2 separate regions of the Mus musculus genome follow, and region 1 is linked to region 2. A link is a contact called in public HiChIP or PLAC-seq data. All regions are on one chromosome and are shown on one strand. Each heading gives the region's core, a stretch centred on a gene start, on an enhancer-like site or on the middle of the called end of the contact. The rest is flanking DNA. Distances are from core to core; before and after follow the strand shown.

What was found. HiChIP or PLAC-seq counts read pairs in DNA pulled down with a chosen protein or histone mark.
Region 1: an H3K4me3 HiChIP or PLAC-seq map of forebrain shows a contact between it and region 2, with 6 times the contacts expected there. The contact joins the enhancer-like site here to the promoter of Hs1bp3 in region 2. A contact is called at or near these places in 15 of 39 promoter capture datasets (the C10 cell line, the HPC-7 cell line, cranial neural crest and 9 more), 3 of 15 datasets of contacts at CTCF or cohesin (the NIH/3T3 cell line, embryonic stem cells and large pre-B cells), 53 of 484 Hi-C or Micro-C datasets (B cells, CD8 T cells, CD8 central memory T cells and 33 more), 52 of 115 datasets of contacts at active chromatin or transcription factors (the 230-238 cell line, CD8 T cells, the HPC-7 cell line and 35 more) and 4 of 9 other capture datasets (adipose tissue, embryonic stem cells, liver and 1 more).

Annotation. Positions count from the first base shown.
Region 1 is chr12:8,485,832-8,489,773 of GRCm38.p6, reverse strand. No RefSeq gene overlaps it. Among named protein-coding and RNA genes, the nearest start is that of Rhob, 12 kb to the left of the region's middle. Within about 2 kb of position 1,268, at least 48 of the 459 cell types and tissues checked have an H3K27ac peak or open chromatin away from gene starts, as enhancers often do. A contact at or near this core is called in forebrain, neural stem cells, thyroid gland and 1 more, where this site is marked.
Region 2 is chr12:8,310,938-8,315,180 of GRCm38.p6, reverse strand. It overlaps Hs1bp3 (HCLS1 binding protein 3), which reads right to left and starts at 1,748. Exons shown (of 7, transcript NM_021429.3): 1 at 1,684-1,748. The coding sequence starts at 1,715.

The sequences.
Region 1 (3,942 bases), core at 19-2,518, 180 kb before region 2:
ATGTGTATGAGGCGTATGTAGGTGTGTGTGGGGGGCATGTGTCTGTGTCTATGTGTATGAGGCATATGTAGGTGTGTGTGGGGGGCATGCATCTTTGTGTCTATGTGTATGAGTCGTATGTAGGTGTGGGGCCTCTGCGCACTGGCGGGAGCAGAGGCCAGAGAAGGATGCTGGGTATCTGCTATCTTTACCTCACTATATTTTGTTCATTTGACATAGGTTCTTTTACTGACCCTAGTTTGTTTTGTTTGTTTTGTTTTGTTTCATTGCTATTCTGGCAGCCAGCAAGCCTCAGAGATTCTAGTTAGGCTCCTCTCAGTTCTGGGCTTTCAGGTATGTGTAGCCATGCCTGACTTCTGAGGTCAGAACTCCGGTCCTCCGGTGCCCTTAGCTGCAGAGCCATCTGCCTACCCTCAGGCCAATTATATTGTATACATTACTGCCTCAGCCTTTTTACTTGTAAACTGGTTTCAAAGATCAAACATGGTCAAGGCAGGGAGTTGGCACAGTGCCTAGTTCATCTGAAGTCCTCAAACCGTCTTGAGTACCAGTCTTTGAATGGATTCCTCTCAGTAGCTAAAGTACAAAATGGAAATGGGAGAAATTTGGCTAAGTGTGTGACTGGGTCATCATGAAAACGCCTGTTTATAGAAGACCTTTCTTTTTGTTTTTATTTTATTATTCTTTTTTTGAAGATAGATTTCCCATCCCCTCACATAATATATTCTGATTATGGTTTTTTCTCCTTCTACTTCTAGACCCTTCCATGCCCCCTTCCATCCAGACGATTTCCTTTCTGTCTCTCGTTAGAAAAAAAAATAGGCATTTAAGGTATAATAAAAAAATAGCAAAAATAAAATATACTAAGATAAAGCAAAAGTGATCATATCAGAATCGGATAGAAGAGCCTTTCAACCATAAGACCTCGGAGAATTGTATGGTACCCATTGCTTGGCAACCTCAGCACCTGGTGCAGGAGCCAGCACATCACAGCTGCATAGTGACTACACAGTCACCGAATCCTTCCTCAAGGTCAGGGGCCTTTGGTAAACTGGAGATCCTGAGAATTGCAAGGATGAATTTGGCAGCTTATGCAGGGAAAGTAGTGCCTACCATTCAGGTCCCAGGAAGAGGTAGCAGGAGTGGAACCCCCCACCTTGCAGTAGAAGGGTCTGGGACCAGCAGTTTTTCTTCCTGAGAGCACAGTGCTCATCAGAGGCTGCTCTGGCATGGGGCCAGTCTGTTGACTCATTGACTCATAGCAAGGAGCAGGCCTGGCCAGGGCAGAAAGCTGCAGAGGCACTGGCCTGCCCCACCTGGATGGCATAGGCATAGACAGGAGGGGCATCGGTAACTTGCCAGGGGGGAGTGCATGCTGGTAAAGATATTGACCGTCTTTAAGAAATCCAGAAATATGCACTATAAAGATTTATCTGTTAGTCCCATGTGAGCAAGATGCAGACGTGCTAGGCTCCGAATATAATTACATCTGTTAACTGAGAAAGCAAGTTTCTGTCTCTTTGTAGCCCAGGAAAATCCTCAGACTCAACCAGAAAGAATGGAAAAGAAGAAGCTAGGTGGTTTGGTCATGTGACCACCAGATGGTGAGTGTCAGAGCCCAAGGCTCTGCTTTTGCTGTGGAGTTCACTAAACCCAAGGCAACTGGGCTTGCAAATCCTTTTAAGGCAGGACAAACTTGTTTGTCTAGCAGGGAGGGAGGAGGGAAGCTTCGTTAGACTACAGGCTGAAGAAAATCCCTTTAGACAGGTTGGCTTCATGGTTTCTGTTTGCACTTTCTTGTCAAGGGGCACTGAAAAAAAATTATATCACCAGGGCAAAGCACCAGGTGGAAATGCATGGGTGGAAATTCTTGTTCAAAGCAAATCCCTCCATGCCCACTGTGGCCATAATTTCAACCTTTTAAGAAAACTGCCTTTGAACTGGACTTTCTGGTAATGCTTGATCTCTATGAGATTTGGACTGCGTTTTGGCAAGGGTAGTCACTAGCAGGATACTTGGCTGTTCCTGGTTCACCTTAAAGGTTTTTTGGGTTTGCTTTGGTTTGGTTTGGCTTCTTTCTAAGTGACTTTGAGATACAATGTCAAATCAACTCAGCTGTGCCAGATTCCAAATTCTAAGAAACTGGGGGCAAACTCTGGAATATTGTAAGGTGGAAATGTTGTCCTGTGGCACTTGGTTATAGAGGGCAGACTTAGTTGATCACTCCCCACCTTTGAAAACGAGAAGTGTGACTTCAGGTTTTGGCTGGCACAGGTGTCTGGAAAGGCTACTTTAGCTGGGTCCTGACTCACCCTCTTCAAATCATAAGGTGATTGGTCAGGTCTCTCCCTCTCTAGGCCAAGGGCCAAAATGCTATTTGAGCTTAAAGATGCATAATTTGAACTGGGTGGGTATGAACTTTCTTCTTGAAAGTGGTGTCTGAGACTGTCAGGTCCTGATGGGTCAGAGCTTTAGGAGAGTTTGAGAGAATCAGGAAGGAGTCTAAGCCCGATGTTTGTAGCTCCTTCCTAAGGGCAGACATGCTAAAGATCTACATATGAGGTTTGCTTCCGTTTCTACCTGGACTCTAGCTAGGATGACTCCTGATGTCTGTTAGTCTAGTGACTGGCACAAGTGTGTGTAGATAGTGAAGAATTCTCTCTTCAGTGAATAGGCACGTGCTGGGTGAAAGAAGCAAGCTGAACTCAGGTCTTCTGGCCAGGGGCTCCTATGAGCTCTCTTGCAGGGGATACCCATCTTCTTTCCAGGTCAGTCTACATGCATGTGCGGTACACTATACCAGGCTCTACACACGTGTGTTGTATACTACAGTAGGCTTATATACAGGAGGAAAGCAGAGATCCTGGCTAACTTGCAAGAGATAAAGAGCATCTTAGTGTAGCTCATCCTTGTGGCTTTCCTACTGCTCTGATCAAAGAGGAAGGTCTAAAGAATCCCTCATCAGTTCCCTAAAGTAAAGGTTCTTGTCTTTTTCTATGACTCTCCTAGGTGATATCCCAGCCCTTCATAGCAAAGCTTTCGGGAGATTCATGCTTGAAAATCACTCTAGCCTTCCTGGCCAGTCTACATGCATGTGCAGTACACTATACCAGGCTCTACACACATGTGTTGTATACTACACTAGGCCTATATACAGGAGGACAGCAGAGATCTCGGCTAACTTCCACCATCCCTAGGAATTCTTTGAGGCAGAGTCTTCTGAATGTCTGAGGTCTTAATAAACAGAATAATAACAATACATACATTAAGAATCTTATATGGTTTTTTCCCTTGGAAAAAAACATAAAATTTAGAGGGCAAGATTCTCTGTAGGTAGTAACTTTTTTTTTTTTTTTTTTTTTAAAGATTTATTTATTTATTATATGTAAGTACACTGTAGCTGTCTTCAGACACTCCAGAAGAGGGCGTCAGATCTTGTTACAGATGGTTGTGAGCCACCATGTGGTTGCTGGGATTTGAACTCCTGACCTTCGGAAGAGCAGTCAGGTGCTCTTACCCACTGAGCCATCTCACCAGCCCCGTAGTAACTTTTTCTCTGGACTTTTAGGGTCTGGGAGGGGCAAGTTTCTGATGCTTCAGAACTTGGGACAACTATCATTCAATTTCTATGGCAGCTTTCCTTGATCTTTCAAGACTGGAGCGAGTTGGTCCGGTTTCTGTGGTTAACTGGGCAGTGCTATAGCCTGGGTAAATTATAAGGCAAAAGGCCCCTGGCTCTGGAGGTTTAAGAATAAGAGGTACATTTGATGATGGTTTTCTAGTCCCAAGAGAGCACAAGACATCACATGGCAAGAGAAAGGAAAACACACACACACACACACACACACACACACACACACACACACACGTATGTATATGTACATGTATGAGTGTGTGTATATCTTTTAGTTTTTCTCTTTCACAAAGCCACCAGTAATTCAA
Region 2 (4,243 bases), core at 499-2,998:
AGCCACGGGTTCTCTGTCCCCTTGCTCCCATGGCCAGGCTGCCTATGTTTCCCACCGCACTCAGAATGAAACCTCATGGCCTTTCTCCATTGCAGGCCACCTCACTCTCTCCACGCTCCCTCCACATCAGCACACGGCCTTTGGATTTTCTGTCTTTCCTGCTGAGCACACACTGCAAGCTCTCCTTCCTATAGTCCTTTCCACTGTGAGACTTCTCAAGAGCTTGTTCGCCTGCCATCTCTCCGAAAGATATCCCTTGACCACATCGTATAAAACTCATGTCTGTCACCTGACCTCCCTCCCCATCATTCAGCTTCCTTCTCAGCATTTACTACCCTCGACATAGCTTACGTTTTCTCGCTGCCCACCCATTCCCTCCAAAGCCTCACTACTGTATCCTAGAACCTGGACCGGTGTCTAGCATCGAAGGGATCCCGAGAAAACACCTGCTGGATGGATACTGCATGAAGCCCAGAGATGCCGCGCAGGAGGAGGCTGGAAACTCCAGCTGATCTTGGGTGCAGGGCCACTTCAATGCTTACTTAGGTGGCTGTGCTCCTCAAAGGCAAGCTCCTTGGGTCTGCTGTGACTATCAGAATGGTGGACAGGGCACGACTCGTCCACCCTCACCATCAGCAGCACACTATGCCTGCTAACACTCGGGGGCATGCTAGCACCAAGGGAAGCCACCACTACCCTTTCTAGGCACCAGCACCAAACTCACAGTCACAGTCTGGTGGCCCACAGGGACATTTACTGCTCCTGTCCTCCTATCTCTCTAGATGGAACCTTTCTCTACAGGAAGGGAAACTGAGGCTCTGTGAAAGGGAACGACTCACAGGGTCATAGGAACATCTCTTTTAATGGGGATGTGGCCTGCGGCCTCACCACACCAAGGAGAGCAAGCAGCTTTCAAGATCAGGGCTTACGTCCGGAACCATACTTTTCTAACCAGGGAGCTGGGAATACAAATGAACTTGTGTTGGGTAAAGCACCCGTTTGCCCATCTTGGCTAGAGTTTGTATTCGGGGAATAAAGGCAGAGTATACGATTATCCTTAAAGTTCATCATTTCAGAGTTACTTAAAAATCGAGGAAGGAGTAGGACATCCACCCTGCCCACAAGCCTTTCCAAGCCTCACCCTAGCTGTGAGTATGGCCCTGGGTGGATGCGCACTGCTCTGACCCCTTTGAGGAAGCTCCTGCGCTCTCTCCAGCAATAACTGCCAGGGTCTTAGTTCTGCGTAGTTGGGGTTCAACAGCAGCAGTGTGCTGCCCTGCCAACTGAACTTAACACGCCCCCTCCCGCAGCACCAGTCATTTTGGTGCGGGTATCACCTCCAGGGACACCTTGTTTTATTCACCTCGTCCCTGGTGCTTAGCATCGAGCTATTCACACAGCTAGCGCAGAAATGTTTGGGGGACCGGAAGAAATGCCCCCCTCCCCCCATACGCAGGGACAGGAAGCTGGGCCCTGTCCCAGCCAGCGCTATCTCGCCAATCCCAGGCTTTTCTGGAGACGTGGGTGAGTGCTTGGATCCTTTAGGGGGCCTCAGTTTCCTTGTCTGTAAAACGGGGACTCTAGACGGCGCGCCAGCACGCCAGCAGGATAGTGTGCGGTGCAGCGGGATAAACCGTCAGCTGCTGGGACGTCTGGATCATGCATGTTGGGGGTCTGGCTCACCTGGAGGTGCGGAGCACCGCCGGGGACTGCATGTCGGCTGCGGGCGGGCGGACGGTCACGGGATCTGGCGTCCTGGGCGTCGCTGCGTCCCCGCCCCGCCCCGCTCCGGCGCAGCGCCGTCTCCTCAGCCCTTGCCCGCCCCCTGGTGGCAGCGGATGTGCACATCGCAGTGTCTGTGGCCTCGGAGTAGAGAGGTCATCCCTGCTGCTCATCCCTCCCTAGGTCCCCCATAGCCACCTCTTAAGCCTGGCACCTCATGCCATTTAATCCTAGTACTGACTTAACCTCTAATGGTACAGGAATCCAGCCGCTAGTTTTCAGGCTTCTCTCCAGGCTAGCTACAAAAGCACTCTTTTCTCTCCCTGGGGTCATTTCCACTTATGCAGTCAATCACTCAGTCAACAGGAGTCTTCCCCTTTGGGACTCTGTCCCTTCAGGCTTGTGGGCTGTCATTGAAAACAACCCTCTCTTTCGGGCTCTTCTCCTAAGGTTTCCTGTCCATCTCTTCTTTCTGTCTCTGACTCTGTCTCTCCCTCTCTGTCTCTCTCTCCCTCTCTCTCCCTCTCTGTCCCTCTCTCCCTCCCTTCAAAGGTACTCTTGGCCTTGGCCTGGCTTGCTTTGCATTGAGGAGGAGGTCTTGGACATTTTACTCTGTATGTCTCTGACTGAGTGGACCACCTGGGAATGGGCTCAACTCTCTACCCCAGGAGAATGAGAGAGACCATACCTGCTGTTTCCTGTCTTCTGCCCGTGGCTCAGGAGACTGAAACCAGGGCCAGGTGACAGGTACAAACTGCTGTCTGTCCTTTGCTCTCTCCAGTGATAAGTAGCTGCAGATGCTGGGCCACACCAAAAGCACCTAAGGGACATATTATGTTCCCGTTTTAGTGTGTGTGTGTGCATGGAGAGTGTATAGAGGTCGAAAGACAGCTCTGTGGAGTTGATTCTCTCCTTCCACATTTCCATGGCTTGTAGGGATTGGAATCTGGAGGTCAGGTTTGCAAGAAATTATTTTAACTTGAGTCATCTTGCAGGCTCCATGCCATGCTCTCTAGGTAGCATCTCAGCACACTCAAACCATTATCCTCTGCTTCAGTGATGTAATCCCACAGTCAATTTTAAAAGTTTGAAAATGACTTCAAACTTTGCCTCTTGAAACATATACACTCATGCACCCTGTTGGCGGCGTTTTGGATTTGTCTAGAGAAAAGGTGACAATAATAGGTGTTTTAAATGTTAAACTTATAATTATTACTACCATTTACTACTCTCTCTCTCCCTCTCCCCCCACCCCGTGTGTGTGCGTGTATGTGTGTATGTTCATGTGTGTGTGTATGTATGTGTGCATGTGTGTGTGTGCACGAGTGTGTGTATGTGTGCATGTGTGTGTGTGCACATGTGTGTATGTATGTATGCATGTGTGTGCGCGTGTGTGTGCATGTGTGTGTGTGCATGTGTGTGTGCATGTGTGTGCCTGTGTGTGTGTGCGTGCATGTGTGTGCATGTATGTGTGTGCATGTGTGTGTATATGTGCATGTGTGTTTATGTGTGTGTGCATGTGTGTGTGTGTGTGCAGTTAACTCTGCACTTGTGAGATCAAGGACAACTTTCGGGAGCTGGATCTCTCCTTGCACCACAGATTCTGAGGTGCGGATAGAATTTAGGGGATCAGGCTTGTATAGAATGTTATTTTACTCACTGAGCCACCTCATAGGCATTAACACAGAGATTTAATGGAGCCTCCCCTCCTGTCCCATCCTAACCCCCTCTCCTTTTTCCACCCTTCCCTTCTATCCCCTTCCTCCTCCTCCTCCTCCTCTCCCTCCCTCCTCCTCTTCTTCCTTCTCTTTTCCATTGCAAAACGAAATGGAGTCAGAAAGGGCGGTGCGAAGGAGCAGTTTCCTAGAGAAATAAGAATTGGCAAACTAGGAATGTTCCCGACAAGGAAGGAGTCAGTAGGGTCTAGCAGCGGAGGAAAGCAGGAGTCAGGGCATGAAGTACTCGGTGTGTTTGAGCTTAGCCTTTGCACTGACAGTGGTCACCAGACAGGAAATAAAGTGTGCACAGAGGACCCTCCTGAACAGCCGAGCCGTGTGCAGTGGTGTGGAAATGCACAGGAGCCCAGAATGGGGGAGACGGCGAAGGCTGCTGAGGTGCAGAATAGGGAGCGGGCGTGAGAGCCGCAGGAGATGGGGCTTTTCATGAGCATGAGCAGAGGAGTCGGGATGCTGCTGTGTGGCTGAGCGGCAGCTCCGCTCTCACTGTGCTTGCCGGCCACACACGAGGGCCTGCGTTTCACGCCAGTACCATGAAAATCCATGGCCAGAAGCCCAGCACTCAGGAGGGCTGCAGAAGTTCAAGGTCATCTTCCACTCCAGAGAGTCTGAGACGGAGGCAGCCTGAGGGCATACGAGGCCTTGTCCCCTCGATGTGTGTGAGTGTGCGAATGTAAAAGTTTAAAAAGATGTTGCTATGGTTTGGCTCGTGTGAGTGGCTGGACATCTGGAGGAGCCTGAGGTGGTAAAATGATCAGTCTGTTTTGGACAAGAAAGGTTTCAGG